Regions from separate parts of the Mus musculus genome. Here region 2 is linked to region 1. A link is a contact called in public Micro-C data. All regions are on one chromosome and are shown on one strand. Each heading gives the region's core, a stretch centred on a gene start, on an enhancer-like site or on the middle of the called end of the contact. The rest is flanking DNA. Distances are from core to core; before and after follow the strand shown. Region 1 has its middle 69 kb from the start of Gm35333. Region 2 has its middle 20 kb from the start of Gm35333.

Region 1 (7,616 bases), core at 1,609-4,108:
ACCCTGGTTCTGCCAGCACTTTCCCTACCAGTCACCTTGGCACCTGTGTTCTGCCACTCAGTGGAAAAACCTGGGAGGTCCTGCTAGAAACTGACTTTCTCTTCTGATTCTTTATCTTGTATTTTCTTCATTGTTTTCATTGAAAAGATACTTATCTTTAAATGTTAAAAGTATACAAGTTGCTTTGTTAAACTAAATTTGAACAGGATTATTTAGATCAATGTTACACTCACAGTTACAGTGTGGTTTAGAGGATAAGGACAGAAAACATGTTCAGAACAGTTCAAAGCCAGTTTTCCATCAGGTGTGTTTGACCCTGGGTTGGTAGCGGTCTGGGAGTGAAACCCACACACATGGAAAGCAGGATGTGCATCTCTGGTCCACTCTCATCCTTAGCCATGGGGCTAGCCATAGAGCAGGTCAGCCTCAAACCATAAAAACAGCTGTCAGAATCATCTCAAGGTGGCTGGGTCTATCCCCACGGTGTGTGTGTGTGTGTGTGTGTGTGTTCTGTAGCTAATACCATAATGAAGCTTGTGGTAAGCAGTATAGACCATAAAAATAAACAGAGCAAAGTCTGGCTGGGCACTCCCACAGTTCTCCAATCCGCTCTCCCTGCGAGGGCTACCACTGAGAAACAGTCACTCTTGGCTGACTCTCATTATCCATTGGCTACCTTGGCAGATAAGTTCACACACGACACTGAGAGAAATGCATTTATATTTTTATTCATAACTAAAGATAATCTGTTCTAATTCCATGCCGCTCAGCTGGTGGGAAATCCAATTTCAGTAAACACAGTGGGTCCCTCTGATAATCTACTGTGTCTGATTTTAGAAGTCCGTGTCTTCCAGGACATTCTAGGCATGCTGACCTACCTTTCAGTTTCTTGACCCAAGTCTCTCTGTGTCTTGAAGTCTATCAAGCTTCAGGGACCAGAGTGGGTACAAGGATACAGGTACCACTTTCCTTAGAAGCCAGCCCCAATTGAATGTTGTCCTTTATGAGACTTGCCTTGGTCATAGTGTCTGTTCCCAGCAGTGAAACCCTAACTAAGACGCTGTGTGAGGTTTTTTTTCTTCGGAATAAGCCCTTTTCTTTTGAAAATTAAAATGTCTTCTCTCTCTCTCTCTCTCCTCGCTCCTCGCCACACTTAAGTCACCCTAGGCTCCTTCACTGAACCTGTGGCTGCCTGATGGGTAGCATCCTTGAGTCTGCACTTCACATCTCTCTTGATGTCCATGTCGTGTGAATGCCGAGTTGGGAACTGGCACCTCCACCGCTGGATCAGTAAATGACCCCCTCAGCAGAAACCAGAAGCAAACTTGTCTTTCTCATTTCTCCCTTCAGGACCCTATCATAGATGTCTACACCATGGCATGATACTAGAAGCCTCCGACTAACCTGGGGACAGAAGGCCCCCTAGGAGCCCTGCCTATCCATGATGATGTATCTTTCCTAATGAAGCTCCTCTTTGGACTCAGAGCCTCGCTCTCCCACATTAAGTGAGGATGTCGTCAACATCTTACTAACGCCCATCCAAGGGCATAGTTATAGCAGCTTCCCGTCTCCAAACCTGGAAAATCTCTATACTTAACACATGTAAGGGAACTCAGTACCAAAGCAGGGCTGCATAGCTAGAAGAGATTAAGATTATTTCTATAAAACTACAGAAAAAGTGGCCTTGGTAATAACAGATCAAGAGGAAGAAATGCTGCTTAGACCATAGATAGCCTCCAGCTCTGGTCATAGCTGGAGTAGTGCTATCCTGTGTGGGCAAGGAAGGCGTCTCTAAGAAGCAAACTATATATAAATGTGTATACACACACACACACACACACCAGCCCAGATTGCTCAGTCAATTCATGAAGGAATTTTTTCTGTAGATTTGTCCATGTTAATATGGAGTGTGTGTGTGTGTGTGTGTGTGTGTGTGTGTCTGTCTGTCTGTCTGTGTGTGTGTGTGGCAGAGTGTTGGGTGGGTTGTGCTAGGTCGTTGAGAATTGTGAACTATTTGCTGCTGCAGTATTCCTTGGCCTACACTGATTAATACATATGCTTGCTTACAAACTCAGAAACATACGTGCACATATTAGGTAGGTAATGTGCATGTGTGTGCATGCACGCATGCATGTGTGTGTTTGTGTGCATGTGTGTGTTTGTGTGCATGTGAGTGTTTGTGTGTGTGTACACATGCATGCATATGTGTGTTTGGAGGGGTGACTGCATGTCTGTGCACATGTGCTGAGTGGGTGGTGGGATGAGAGCTGATACAAATGAGGATCTGATTTAAGTAAGATGCAGGTTCTTTAAATGTTTAATTGTAGCCAGTTTGAGACTTTTAGGTGTAAATTGTATCAGTGAGTATATAAATGTATATAAACACATAAACTCTATAAAATAAGTGTCCGGATGCAAAAAATCAAATGTATTTATATGTGTTTGTTCCTCTCTGATATAAAAATAAATTATTGCCATTTAGAATTGTCTTCTGTGATCCACCAATAATATGAAAAAACAAACAAACAAACAAACAAACAAACAAAAACTTAGTCAATTCAAGACCCGAGGGAAGCTGCCTGGGACACGCTCCAGGTACTGCTCAGCCATGGCAGTGTGCACTTGGCTTCCAAATCAGCGGCATGGCCAGGGCAGGGCTAGCCTTAGTTTTATTTTTCCCGAGTTTTCTTGATTGCAGTCTGCTCCTTTATGTCCTTCCAACGCAGAGCGATTTTTAAAGGAGAATTTAATTTACTATGAGTCTGAAATCCTTTGGAATGCTAGAAGCCAGCGGTACTGTAGCAGCTGTAATGAGAAACACACATTCCATGTGCCAATTTGTGGTCAGAGCCAGCATTCCAGCCCTACTCTCCCGTGGCCGCTAGCTCTCCATTACACCCCTTTTCTCAGCCCTTCTCCACACTGGTTAAAGACGTCAGGGGCTGCAGCTCATGCAGCGTGCTAAACAGTCCAGCCCACAGAGCAGTTTCAAATGCAAAAGCTTTCAACTCAGAAGGCACACCATCATCACTACCCCCAATTCAACTCCCCCATCACTACCCCACATCACACCTCCCATCACCCCCAATTCCAACCCCATGACCACTTCTCCCAGCCTCACCACCACCTCAACCTCACCACTATATTCCCAAACCTGACCCCACCTCCTCCAGCTTGGCTATCTCAACTCCACCCTCCTCCCCTGACCCACTCCCAGTCCCACTGTTATTCCCACCAGCAGTCAATGCAAAGAAAGTTCCGTGGATTTTTCTATGACTGCCTCATAATACAGATATGCATTTATTTTAAAACATCACACATATGCATGTAGATAAATCCCAGACATCGTATTCAAGACAGAGAGCAAGCATCTCCCAGAAGAGATCTCGTGTTCTGCACTGAAGCCGACTTAGTCCCATGCTTTATCACCAGCCTGGAGCTTCCTGTAACAAAAGCAATCATTTGTGAATCTACGGAAAACTCGGGTTTCACACTGGACTCTGCATTGAATACCAATATGGAGACTTGCTGGGTATAAGCATATTTTATCTATATATCCTTGTTTTGAAATTATATGGAGTTTTGGTTTAAAAGGAAAGCACACACTGGAGTGGTCAGGCTTTGTGGGGAAAGTAGCATTTGGAATGAAATTTAATTTAACTATAAAAGCAAAATCCAAGTCTAACCCTTAGATCCTCCAACTACACAAGGCATTGCCCCTCCTCGTGTGATAACAGAATTTCCTGGTCACTATTAACTCTTTCCAAAAGACTCTATCCTTAGAATGCCTAACTGTATTGTGTTTGGAGTTATTTAAATATTAATCAGGATAATTCCAAGGTGTAACAAAACTGATGTGCAAGGCTAAGTTAAATATTATTCATGTCTATTTGCTGATCAGACACTATGTTCCCACAGCTGTAATCAGTAATGTTCAGGTGAAGAGATATGTACTGGGAAGAAGGACAAAACCATGGGAGAAAATTCTGCTCAAGGGACCGGAGTAGGCAGTAGCTTGATTTGATCCCAAAGCAGCCCTGACATGAGAAAGTAGTTTATTTAGGAATCCATCCCAGGAAGAACCAAAAGAGGAAAGAACAGTAGCCCCAGAAAAAAGGAGAGGGGGAGGAAGAAGGGGAGGGGGAGGGGGAGGGGGAGGGGGAGAGAGAGTCAGCACAGGCCCACTCATTAACTAAACACACAGCTGAGGGTCCTCCCTGGGAGGAAGCTGAGGAGAGGCTGTGAGGACATTCCACTAGAGGGGTGAGTTGCTGGCATTTCTAACCACCATGGCTGTTGGCTGAGAGACATTCCTACATTTTAGTTCCCCAGGATTTAAGGTCTACTTGTGCCCATGAACTAAGAAATCCTTCAGAAAAGTCCCATAGGCATCCTGCAGTGAGGGCAGTAGCCATGAGGGGAGGGGGTCGGAGGCAACCACAGCTCCCTGAAAAAGGCTCACCCCAGTGCAACTTTGTCTGAATTTACTGCTTGTGAGACCAGACCTTCAGAAAGCTCTGGCTGATTAATTCCTCCTTGGTTTCTGTTTTCCCAAAAGGGAACACCAAAGCCTTAAAAAGCAAAGGCATCTACTCTAATTTAATTACTATCAATTATGTTTTGTTCTCTTGCTGTGAAACTGGGGGTAGAGAAGGGATTTCTGCATCCATCCTACAGTCTGGCTCCCCGCATCCTCCGTGTGCCAGGACTAAGGACAGGCAAGTCTATGTGCTTTGCCATGAAGGGACACAGGTTTCTTGGCAAACTCCTGGCAACTCATTTGTAAAGACGAAAGCTGACTAGCTCTACTGAGTTTGGAATCACCTAGGAGACACACCTCTTGCTCTGTCTATAAAGGTTTTTCAGAGAGGGAAAGCCACCCTGGATGTGCGTACCTTCATCCCATGGCTTCGGGTCCCAGACTGAACAAAAAATAGAAGTCAGCTGAGCACCAGCATTCATCTTTCTCTCTGTTTCCTGCCTGGGACCATCAGCCTCCCTCACGCCCCTGCATCCCCTGCTAGAGCAAGTCTCAAGCCACCCCCTTTCCTGCCACTCTCAAACTGTGAGTCAAACCAACACTGTCTTCCTTTGATAGTTTTCATTAGGAATGAAGTTTAGTATTAGCTGCCCATAACAAAGGGAAACTAATACAGATACCTTCTCAGAATAGAATCTCAGATATTGTTGTGGTTTTGAGCTCACCCGACAGTCAAAAGCATGTACTGAACCCAGATATTCACATGGAGTCTCCTTTTCCACCAGGCAGGTCCTGAAGGCTTTAATCTCCCATCTCCCTTCCTTTCCTCTACTTCTTCCCTGTCTTAGTTGCCATCTTTCTGGTTTCCTCCCAAAATTCTGGCTAGTTGAATAGTCCTTAAACTTATTTCTATGCTTAGGGAGCCTGCCTGAAGATGTCACTAGCTAGATTCTGTGAAGTTAAGTGAAAGGACTCTGGGCTGTGGTTGGGAGTTTTGGAGGTGACCCCAATTGTGCCAATGAGCCATTGTTTTCTGGACTGGCTCTCCCAACTGGAAGAAGCAGAGAGTATGGTCACAGGAAGTTCTAAGATGGGGTTGACTTTGCGGGAACTGGAGTCAAATTCAAACATTCTGTGGTTCAGCCATTTCAACGTCTACTTACACATTAGAGTGTGGTTCTATCTCTGGTCCAGCCTGGAGCCACTGTGACTTGCACAAGAAATCCACAGCAAGTTACCAATTATTGCCTTCATAAAAACCCAAAAGGGCATGCAGGAGCTGAATTCCGAAGGTGGTTTTTCTGCTCTCAAGGAATTGGAAAAAATTGTGTACATTGACAGTATTCCTACCAAGCATCTCCCTAATGCTAGAGAGTGCCACCCCAGGCCTCTGTCCCTTGAGGGACACAGACTCCAGCTCCTCTCATTTGAAACTGACCATGCCTTAATTATGATGCAGCAGTGCATGGGTTAAACCTGCAAAGCAGGTGAGCTCTTGCTGGGGCCACTCAAAATGGCTCTGAAGTATTCAAACATGTAAACTCTCTCTCTCTCTCTCTCTCTCTCTCTCTCTCTCTTTGCATGCACACTGTGTGTGTGTGTGTGTGTGTGTGTGCGCGCGCGTGTGTGAGATTTCCACTCTGTAGCCCATGCCATTTCAGCTCAGCTTGGAAGCTGAGTCAGTGAAATGCGGACGCTTCCAGCTGTTCCCAGCACATCTCACATTCTCAGGACTGTGAAAGCTCCCCAAAGCTCTTGTTCATGTGACTAATACCTGCCAATGCTGCGTTAGAATTAAATCTAAGAACTCTTTTTCATTTTACTGACATAACAGTAAACCTATGGCATCTTAACATTAAACTAGGCTTTCTTTGAATAATATGTAAATTTCCCAAAAACAGAACATTCGTTGATGAGGCTGGTATTGATCTTCATTTTTGCAAATTCTCTCTGTTTAGTGTCCCGTGCATTATAAAGCACTTGGTTTCTCATCTCTGGTTCTGTGTTCCCTCTAATAGGCTGCAGTCATCTCTTCCCAGGTGACGGAAAAGCGGGAACACAAGATGGACATGTGGTGAGAGGGAGCAATCGAAGGAGAACTCAATGGTGTTTCAAGGAACTGCTGTGAGAAAAGAGGATGGCAGAATGAGCCGGGCAGAGAGACCGCAGTTCCATGGCCTTTACCCTTCAGATTTACAGAGTTCAAGTTTGAAAGCTGGGTGGGAACTTAGCTGTCACATGAGAAATCTTTCACTCTTAGAAAAAAAAAATTGGACTTGATGACAGATGACAGGTTATTGGGTAAGCCCAGCCAACACCTGGAGGTGCAGACCAAGCACCGATGCTGAGTCCCAAGGAACAAGGAGGGAACCAGGGTTTCTCCACTCCTGCCACGCTCCAGAGACTCAAACTGTGGTTTAAGGATGATAAATAATTATGCTAATTAACAGGTTGGAGGAAAAATGTGATGTTATTCCCACGGAATGTTCTGGAAAGCTGGAAACACTTAGCTGCAAAAACTACATGTGGTGAAACGCACCATAATTTACTTAAGAAACCCACATCTTGTTTGCTGGCTCAAAGCAGGGGTTAATAGCCTTTTGAGAGCAGCCAGTGGTGGAAAGGGTCTCAGCATAGGCAGCCAAGCCTTCATGGCAGAAACACAGTTGGTCTTCTGGCACAAGCATTTGCCTTGGCATCTAACCAGGGTGAAACATACAAGAAATTGTTTAGTTTCCCTGCCTCTTTCTTCCGTTCCTAACATGGTTTGAAAATTCCTTACTCACGTTGTATACCCAGAGATGGGAAAGAGTTAATGGGATAGTCAGGTGGTGATTATGAAATAACCATCTGCTCCAAAAGGCCCAAAATGATGCAACAAACAGGATGGTAAGGGATAGACATTACAAGTGCAAGATCATTTATTCTTGCCACAGAAACTGATTTGATACATAGCTGATGAGCATTAATTTGCTTTGTACAAAGCCCAGATACAGTAGTTATAACTTTTACCTAGGTGAGCCGTCTGTAGTCTCAAACCTCCAGAAGAAAGCAGCCCTGGAGAGAGACTGGCACCACATCTGAAAGTCAGTGTGACAAGTGTTGTCAGAAAACAGGGTGACCTGCTACAAGAGGA
Region 2 (7,616 bases), core at 3,501-6,000, 90 kb after region 1:
AAACCAATTTTTCAAAATCTGATAATGTTTGGATTTTTTTTCCTAGTCTTTTTTATTGTTTTGAAAACAGTGATTATAACTACCCTTTAATTTTGGCCTTCACTTTCTTTCTTAAACACTGGAAGTCTTGGTACCAAGAAGAGCTGCTGTCCTGAGGTGGGCCCTGCCCTGACCTGGCTGGCTTTTCCTCTCACCCCAAGATTTCCCTGGGAGGGAGCTTGTGGTTAATGTGGCCCGGCCCAGTAATTTGCAGCATGCTAGCCGGCTCCCCTCAGCTCCAGCCATAAATCTAATGAGGTCAAGGACTTAGGGCAGCCAACAAACCACTCTGAAAGAGCTGGGAGTGTCCAGGCAAGATCTCTTGGAATATTATGGACTAGACTGTGGGCTCAGCTTTTTTTGTTGCCGTCAGTCAACTAGAGATTCGTAACCCAAAAGTGGTTTCTGGGAAAGTACTGGGTGCATGCATCCGAATGCCTGCTCCCCATCCCCAGACAGAGTTACTTGTAAAGTTTAATATCCCTTAAGCCCCAAGGCTGCAGACTCTTCTGTCAGCCCTGGAAACAAGATACGAAAAGTTCAAATTCTACTTCTGTTGCTGTGTGACCCTGGGCAATTCCTCAGTCCCTCTCCAGGTTAGAATACTCATCAGAATGAGAAGAGAGTCAGAGTGTACACTGCGGAGTACACACAAATTCCTGAGAGAATGTTACACACTGGGGAGCACGCACAAATACCCGAAGAAATATGTTAATTTTGACCTAAGGGTTTGTCCTTCCCACACATTTCCCAGCATTTTGTTTTGTTTTGTTTTGAGACATGGTTTCTCTGTATAGAACTGGCTATCCTGGAACTCACGCCGTAGACCAGGCTGGCCTCCGACTCACAGAGATCTGCCTGCCTCTGCCTTGCAAGTGCTGGGATTAGAGGTGTTGGCCACCACCACCCAGCCCCAGAATTTATTTTTAATCTCAGAAATTTTTTTACGCTTTTAAAAACTATTACACACAAAGCTTTGTTCACTAAGAGCCATGCCTATTGGTCCTTACAATTTTGTGTAAAACTGAAAGCCAAACTGTCTGAGGCACCCCCCGCCCCATCAGCTAGCCTGGCATAATCATAATCAGCCTCTCGGGGACTCTGCTGCACAGGCTGGAAAGGAACCACCAGTTTCTTATGTCAGCGTTGCTCAAACAGAACTCTGCTCAAACACAGGGCACATGACCTATATGTCTCTGCCAAGCTCCAGTAGATTTCACGACGCCCATCTCCAACCTTGACATTAATTTACCATCAATTGAAGAACCTCGTCTTCGCTTAACGAACTACTTGGGCTTTGTTTTCAACTGTCCGTCATGTTGTAAGTATATTGTTTCTCCTCATGTTCCTCTTAGCAGAAGCAGACAACCTCTGATAATAATAATAACAACAGAAGCAACAACAATAACAACAACAATAATAATTGGTGTTGTATGTATACTAGGCAGCAACTTAGGAGCCACTGGTCCAAGATCTTAAACACCAAGTTACCTAACTCAAATGTAACAACCTTCCCACAATGTATCCATTGCTACCTCAAAATTAACCCAGTAGTTGCTGCGGGGGAGCCTGCTTGGAACATGCTCCACAACTTATGCTTCCTAACTCACGATATTCACTCCACAATCATGAGGTCCTTTTTAAAGGATTCTTGTGTCTTATGTTACTTTTATTTTGTGTATATGAGTGTTTTTCTGCACATATGTATGTGCACTGTGTATGTGTGCCTGGTACCCATGACGTCCAGAAGAGGACATCAGATCATCTGAAGCTAGAGTTTCAGAGATTAAGAGTCACCACGTGGGTACTAGAAACCAAACCCTGGTCCTCTGCCCAAGCAGCCAGTGCTCTAGACTCCTGAACCATCACTCTGTCTCCTCACAGTACCATTTTATTAATTAAGATATTTGAGGAAATTAGCAACATGTTCCTCAAATGCATATGAGGTAACAGATTCTGAATAATTAAAACTGTTACCAAAAAACAAACAAACAAACAAACAAACAAAAAACACAGATCATAAATCAGAGGGATCACAGATCTAAATTTCAAAACTTTCTATTCAGCTACAGTAATCAAGACTGGGTGGTAGCTGGGTGGTTATGAGGACTGACTGTTCTCATAGAGGATTAGGACTGTATTCTCTGCACACACACATGGTAGCTAAGAACCATCTATAATTCTAGTTCCAGATGATCCATCGTCCTCTTCTGGCCTCTGAAGAGGACCTCTTCTGGTACTGCACCCACATGGTGCCTAAACATACATGAAGGCAAAACACTCCCACCCATACAATTGAAATGAATAAATACTTTTTTAAATAAAAGGGGACCGTGACATGAAGGCAGATACACTGGCAGATTGAATGGACCAAGGGTCTGTGCATAAACAAAGTCTCCAGGACCAAGCATGTAGAAGAACAGTCTCCCAGCAGAGAGCAGGGGAAACACACATTCCAAATATTCAAGTACTCGCTTCAACAAAACTTATCTGAAAATAAATCTAAGACCCAAAATAAAACTGCAAAACCAGCCTGGCATGGTGGCACATATCTTTGAGAAGCAGAGGCAGGCAGATCTCTGTGAGTTCCAGGCCTGTCTGGTCTACAAAGCAAGTTCCAGGGTAGACAGGGCTATACAGAGAAATCCTGTCTCAAAAATAAAACAAAACAACAACAACAACAAAACAAAAACAAAAAAAACCACAACCCCCCAAACAAATAAACAACCCCCCAAAACAAACAAACAAACAAAAAAACCCAGAAAACAAAAACAAGAACAATAGCAAAAGACTACAAAACAATTACAGCATCAGATTCTTTGATTTGATACCGAAAGCACAAGCGACAGATAAATTAGACTTTATTGATAGGAAAAATCTTTGTGTTTTAAAGGATTCCACTGAGAACCCACATGACAAGAGAGACTATTTGCAAATAAAGGACTTATTTCTGGAATAGATAAGGAGCTTACGTGACCCAACAATATAAACAACTCAACAATGTACAGACAAATTGCCAAGGGTGGGGGGTGTCATTGTATATATGCTCATTTGCTTGTTAGTTTAGACAGTCTTACTGTGTAGCTTGTGTTGGCTTGGAACTCACTATGTAGACCAGGCTGGCCTTGAACTTACAGAGATCCATTTGCTTCTGCCTCCTGAGTGCTGGGATTGTAGGTAAGAGCTGCCACACCTGATATACCAGTTTTAAATGAGTAAAGGAGTTGAGGGAATATTTTTCAGAAGAAGACATGCTGATGGCCTGTGAGCCCATAGAACCATGCTCCACACGGCCAGGCATAGAGAGAAATGCAAACCAAACCACAGAGGCCACCGAAAGCTCACTCAACAGCAAAGATAAGACAAACAAGGGCCTGTGAGCATGGTGGCCAGAGATTAGAATCCTCGTTCTCCATCTTCAGGGACTTTAACATTCGTGCAACAATTTTGGAAAACAATCAGAAAATTATTCAAAATTACCACAGGGCCGAGCAATGCCACTCCTTGGGGTGTGTTAAACACGTGTTCACACAAGCACTTGTACAAATCCCCAAATATCCAGCAGCTACTCAATGAGTAAGTGGGCTGGACCATACAGTTGAATATGACTCAGCAAAAGGAATAAAGGGCTGAGTCATACAACAGAGATCTGACCACAGATGGCCACACATCATACACGAGAGAGTCTATAAGAACTGGCTGTGGGAGCAGATTAGTAGTGGACAGGGGCTGAAAACGGACAGTCTTAAAGGGTTTCTTTTACGGTGATGAAATATTCAGAATTGAACAGCAGTGATGGCTGCCCAACCTTGTGACCAGATCACAAAGACTGAACTGTTCGTTTTTACCAGGCCAATGTTACTGTGTAAGATCAATCTCCGTGGAAATGTTGCTGTACCCGGTCCTGCTCTTCGGTTGGATTCTACGAAACTGCCTTTCCCCAACTTTTCCGACCTTCCCATCTACCCCAGGCAGTGAACCTGGAAGCCAAACAAGTTATTAATTTTATAAAGTTGAAGTAAGCTGTGTTGCCGAGGGCTGAAGGAAACACAGCTTAAGCCCTGAGCAGAACATATATATCATGAATTAAAGCTAGAAAGGGCATGTAAACGGCACCAGTCATGATGAAAGACCTCGGCTTCTCAGAGGTGTTTTCAGAGCAGACATGTTCCCTGGGTGAGGAAAACAGACCTGTTTTAAATGCAGAGAATTTAATCGTTTTGAGCAGAGCTGGCTCCCTATGTTCTTGCCTTCTTAGTTTGCAATGGTCTCTCCATCCGGATTCCCACCTGAATCAGCTAGGATTGTGTGAGTGCTAGATGACAGAGGGGAGCTGAAAATGCTGGAACCCTTCCTGATGCAGACAAAGGCTGCCAGCCCGGCAGCATCATAGGCCTGTGGACAGCAGAGAAGACCCTGGACCTGCCCTAATTCCTGGATTCCTCGGTTACCAGCTGTCCTCCTTCTGGCTCCCCACTGAGGACAGCACCCCAGCCTAGCGGTTGGTCTGAGAGCCGAACTGCCCCTGGCATGTTGTTACAGTCACAAATATAGACAAGCAAGGCAACTTAAGCAGGCGATAAGAGACAAGAAGAATTAAGGAGACACATGAGCCTTCTGCTCAGCTCTTCAAGGCTATCTCACAGCTGAGGGCTTGCAAATACTCCCCTGCCTTCCCGGAACATTCTTGGCTCGGGAAGCATAGTTCAGATTCCTCCAACAGGTTGCCCTGGAGCCACTTCCCCTTAAAGGAGCCGTTCTCACGAGCAGCCACGAGGCAGCTGCAAAGGCACAGGGGCCAGTGAGCACGGAAGACTTCTCCTTTGTTCTTCTCCTCACGTTGCCACGTGTTCACTAACCCTATTAGCTTCAAGAATTACCAACCAAAGGGTTTTGAGAAATAAAAGAGACCGTAAGAGCCCCGAACCCCAGCCCAGCTTCCAGACAGCCCCAACTTCCATTTCTCTGGGGAAACACATCTCGTCCTACTGAGGCATCTCTGTAGTCTGACAAAATCTGAGCCTTTTAAAATGCAGATATTTTATTGTCCACAAAAAAGGTCATTCAGTAAACTAAAGCCAGAGAAAGGAAATGGGGAGGAAAAAGCGTGAGGCTTAATGAAAATTAAAGAGATGAAAAAAAAAAAAAATCCCTCCCAAAGCTACTTTGCTGGATTGTATGCAAATAATCGGAAACACATTTTGCGGACTCAGCCACCCTTGAACTGCACTTAGTGTCCTAAGTTAATAGAAAGATGCTCAGCAAACGTTAAACTGAAAACAGCAAACATGTCTGGGGTTCTTCCAGACCTCAAAACGGCTTTAAAAAAAAAAGCTTAAGATTTCATTCTTCCAAAAATATCTAGATGCCTTAGGATAATTTCCCCTGCCAGTGGTGACTAAACCAGGAGGCATCGGCAGCTCTCCGCATAGTTCAATCTGGATTCAGTTACTGGGAAACTTCCCACCCAGCCATATTTAAGGCAGGCACTTGCCTACCAGTTCAATGGATCTCTTTTTTTTTTTTTTTTTTTTTTTTTTAAGAAATGTTCTATGAAGTGGTACTAAATATAAGTCCATTCAAAAGGTCGCTAAGTGCCTCTTCTAGGAAAGAGGAGAAAATGACGTTGGAATTAGAAGAAAAAGGGGGGGAAAAAAACCTTCTGTCAGTATTGGACTCCCCCACAGTCTTTGTGAATTCCTCTGGACTCCACCCTGACCGGTTTATGCCTGAACACACAACTCACCTGTCAGCTGCTGCAGCGCCTCCTGCTACAGTGAACTATTTCATACATGGTGAATATATTGTGGAGAACTTGAAGGTAAAACCAATGAATTCTTAAAGTGGCAGGTGGTTCATCCTGGTGTGCTCACATCAGATGTAGTAAAGTGCCAATCATTCCAACAGGGTTCAACGCTACACACCAGCATCTTGGTATCCAGGCTCCATGTGCTGTGTTATTTTGTTTGATGCCTTAAGGGTCTACACAGATTAGCTAAACCAAATCACTGGCCCCTTCCCAAGGCCAGAAATGAATGTGTGCTATGTTTCCCTTTCCTTTTACTGCACAGAGAATGACAAAAGCCTGGGGAAGACAAGGCAGGACAGATAAGTAGTTCTGTCAACTACTTGTAAACGTTCCTCCTAAGTCAGGAGTGCTCCTAGGGGTAGCATCTGGGCACTGATAACCTTGAATCCAGACCTTTAAATGGACTCTGCTATGAAGGCACTGGTGAGGTTTTTCATGACTTCAAGTTTGGTCTACATCAGCCAATAATTGAGAACCCTGCCTGGTTGTCAAATGTTGCCTGTAGCTCCTCTTTGGACGGCAGTCCAAAGCAGATCTGGAGTCAGCCAAGAATAGTGAATTTAATGAAAGGGCACTAAAACACTCTAACAGCCAACCTAACCTTTGACCCTCAGATCCCACCCCATCCCTGATGTTTCAATACATCACAGCTATAGCAAACTATAAAGGACAGGCTTGCATTCACTTTGGTGAGTGTTGGTGGTTCTGGCTAGCAGCACATTTTATTACAGTTTCACACTAACCACAAGGGGGCGGGGGTGGGTGGGAAACACTTGAAAATGACAGAGATAGACATCTACCAAGGAGTCTGACATCCACCCTCAGAGATGAGTATGCCTAGTTTTTATCTTTAATATAAAAACTGGCAGGGAGATGACCGTTCCTAGACATTCATCTTTAATATAAAAACTGGCAGGGCAGTTTCATTGGCTGGGTTCCAACAGCAAAGCTATCTCCAGGTCACCCTCCGGAAGCTGGGGCTAAAGCCCGAGACCATATCTGCCAGCACTGAGACCCGATCTTGCTTGCCTTGAATCAGTGCTGAGGCGCGTGAGCACACACCCATGCAGCTGGTCTACTGGGGTTTCGGGAACACAAAGCAACTTGCATATGATTGCCGAAGTACCGAGGAGACTGAATCTTCCAAAGTCCGCAGTCAATGAATCTACCTCACTTGCTTTTCTATGCTGTGCCTCTGACAGTGCTACCATGAGGAGATGGGAGTCTTCCCACATCCCTTTTAATATAAAAAGGCTTGAAAGTTATGCGTAATCCACTGAAGGTAGGGAGGTTGTGCTGTATGGCTTTACAGGCTGGATCATGGCAAGGTGACTTCACCAGCTAGGACATAGAAGGCTGGAGCCACCATGCGAGAAGCCTGACAACTTGCATACACTCCAGCCTACAAACCTAGTATCTTAACTATGCCTCACATACCACACCAGTGAGTGAAGGAGTTTCTCAGTGCAAAAATAAACTGTCCTCGCAGCATCCTTGCTTAATCCGTGGCCCATGGGGACCACAAGCATCCCATGATGGTTAAACTTAGCTCTTGAGTGCTAGTGTGGGGTGGTACATAGCGGTAAAGACCAGAAGACAGCAGCAAGTGGCATAGTGGCTAAAGGCATATGCCCCCAAACCTGACTGCTGAGTTTGATCCCCAGAGCCCATGTGGTGGACATAACTATTCTCTAGGAGTTGTCCTCTCATCTATACATATGCACCGTGCATGTACCCACACGTGCACCAAAGTGAGTGTAATTTAAAA

What was found. Hi-C and Micro-C count contacts between places; a contact is called where the count stands out from the background.
Region 2: a Micro-C map of muscle stem cells shows a contact between it and region 1, with 2.4 times the contacts expected there. The contact joins two enhancer-like sites. A contact is called at or near these places in 16 of 484 Hi-C or Micro-C datasets (3T3-L1-derived adipocytes, the AML12 cell line, the C2C12 cell line and 11 more) and 2 of 115 datasets of contacts at active chromatin or transcription factors (the NIH/3T3 cell line and fibro-adipogenic progenitors).

Annotation. Positions count from the first base shown.
Region 1 is chr13:60,362,318-60,369,933 of GRCm38.p6, forward strand. No RefSeq gene overlaps it. Among named protein-coding and RNA genes, the nearest start is that of Gm35333, 69 kb to the right of the region's middle. Within about 2 kb of position 2,859, at least 70 of the 459 cell types and tissues checked have an H3K27ac peak or open chromatin away from gene starts, as enhancers often do. A contact at or near this core is called in the NIH/3T3 cell line, embryonic fibroblasts, muscle stem cells and 1 more, where this site is marked.
Region 2 is chr13:60,450,646-60,458,261 of GRCm38.p6, forward strand. No RefSeq gene overlaps it. Among named protein-coding and RNA genes, the nearest start is that of Gm35333, 20 kb to the left of the region's middle. Within about 2 kb of position 4,751, at least 113 of the 459 cell types and tissues checked have an H3K27ac peak or open chromatin away from gene starts, as enhancers often do. A contact at or near this core is called in the NIH/3T3 cell line, embryonic fibroblasts, muscle stem cells and 1 more, where this site is marked.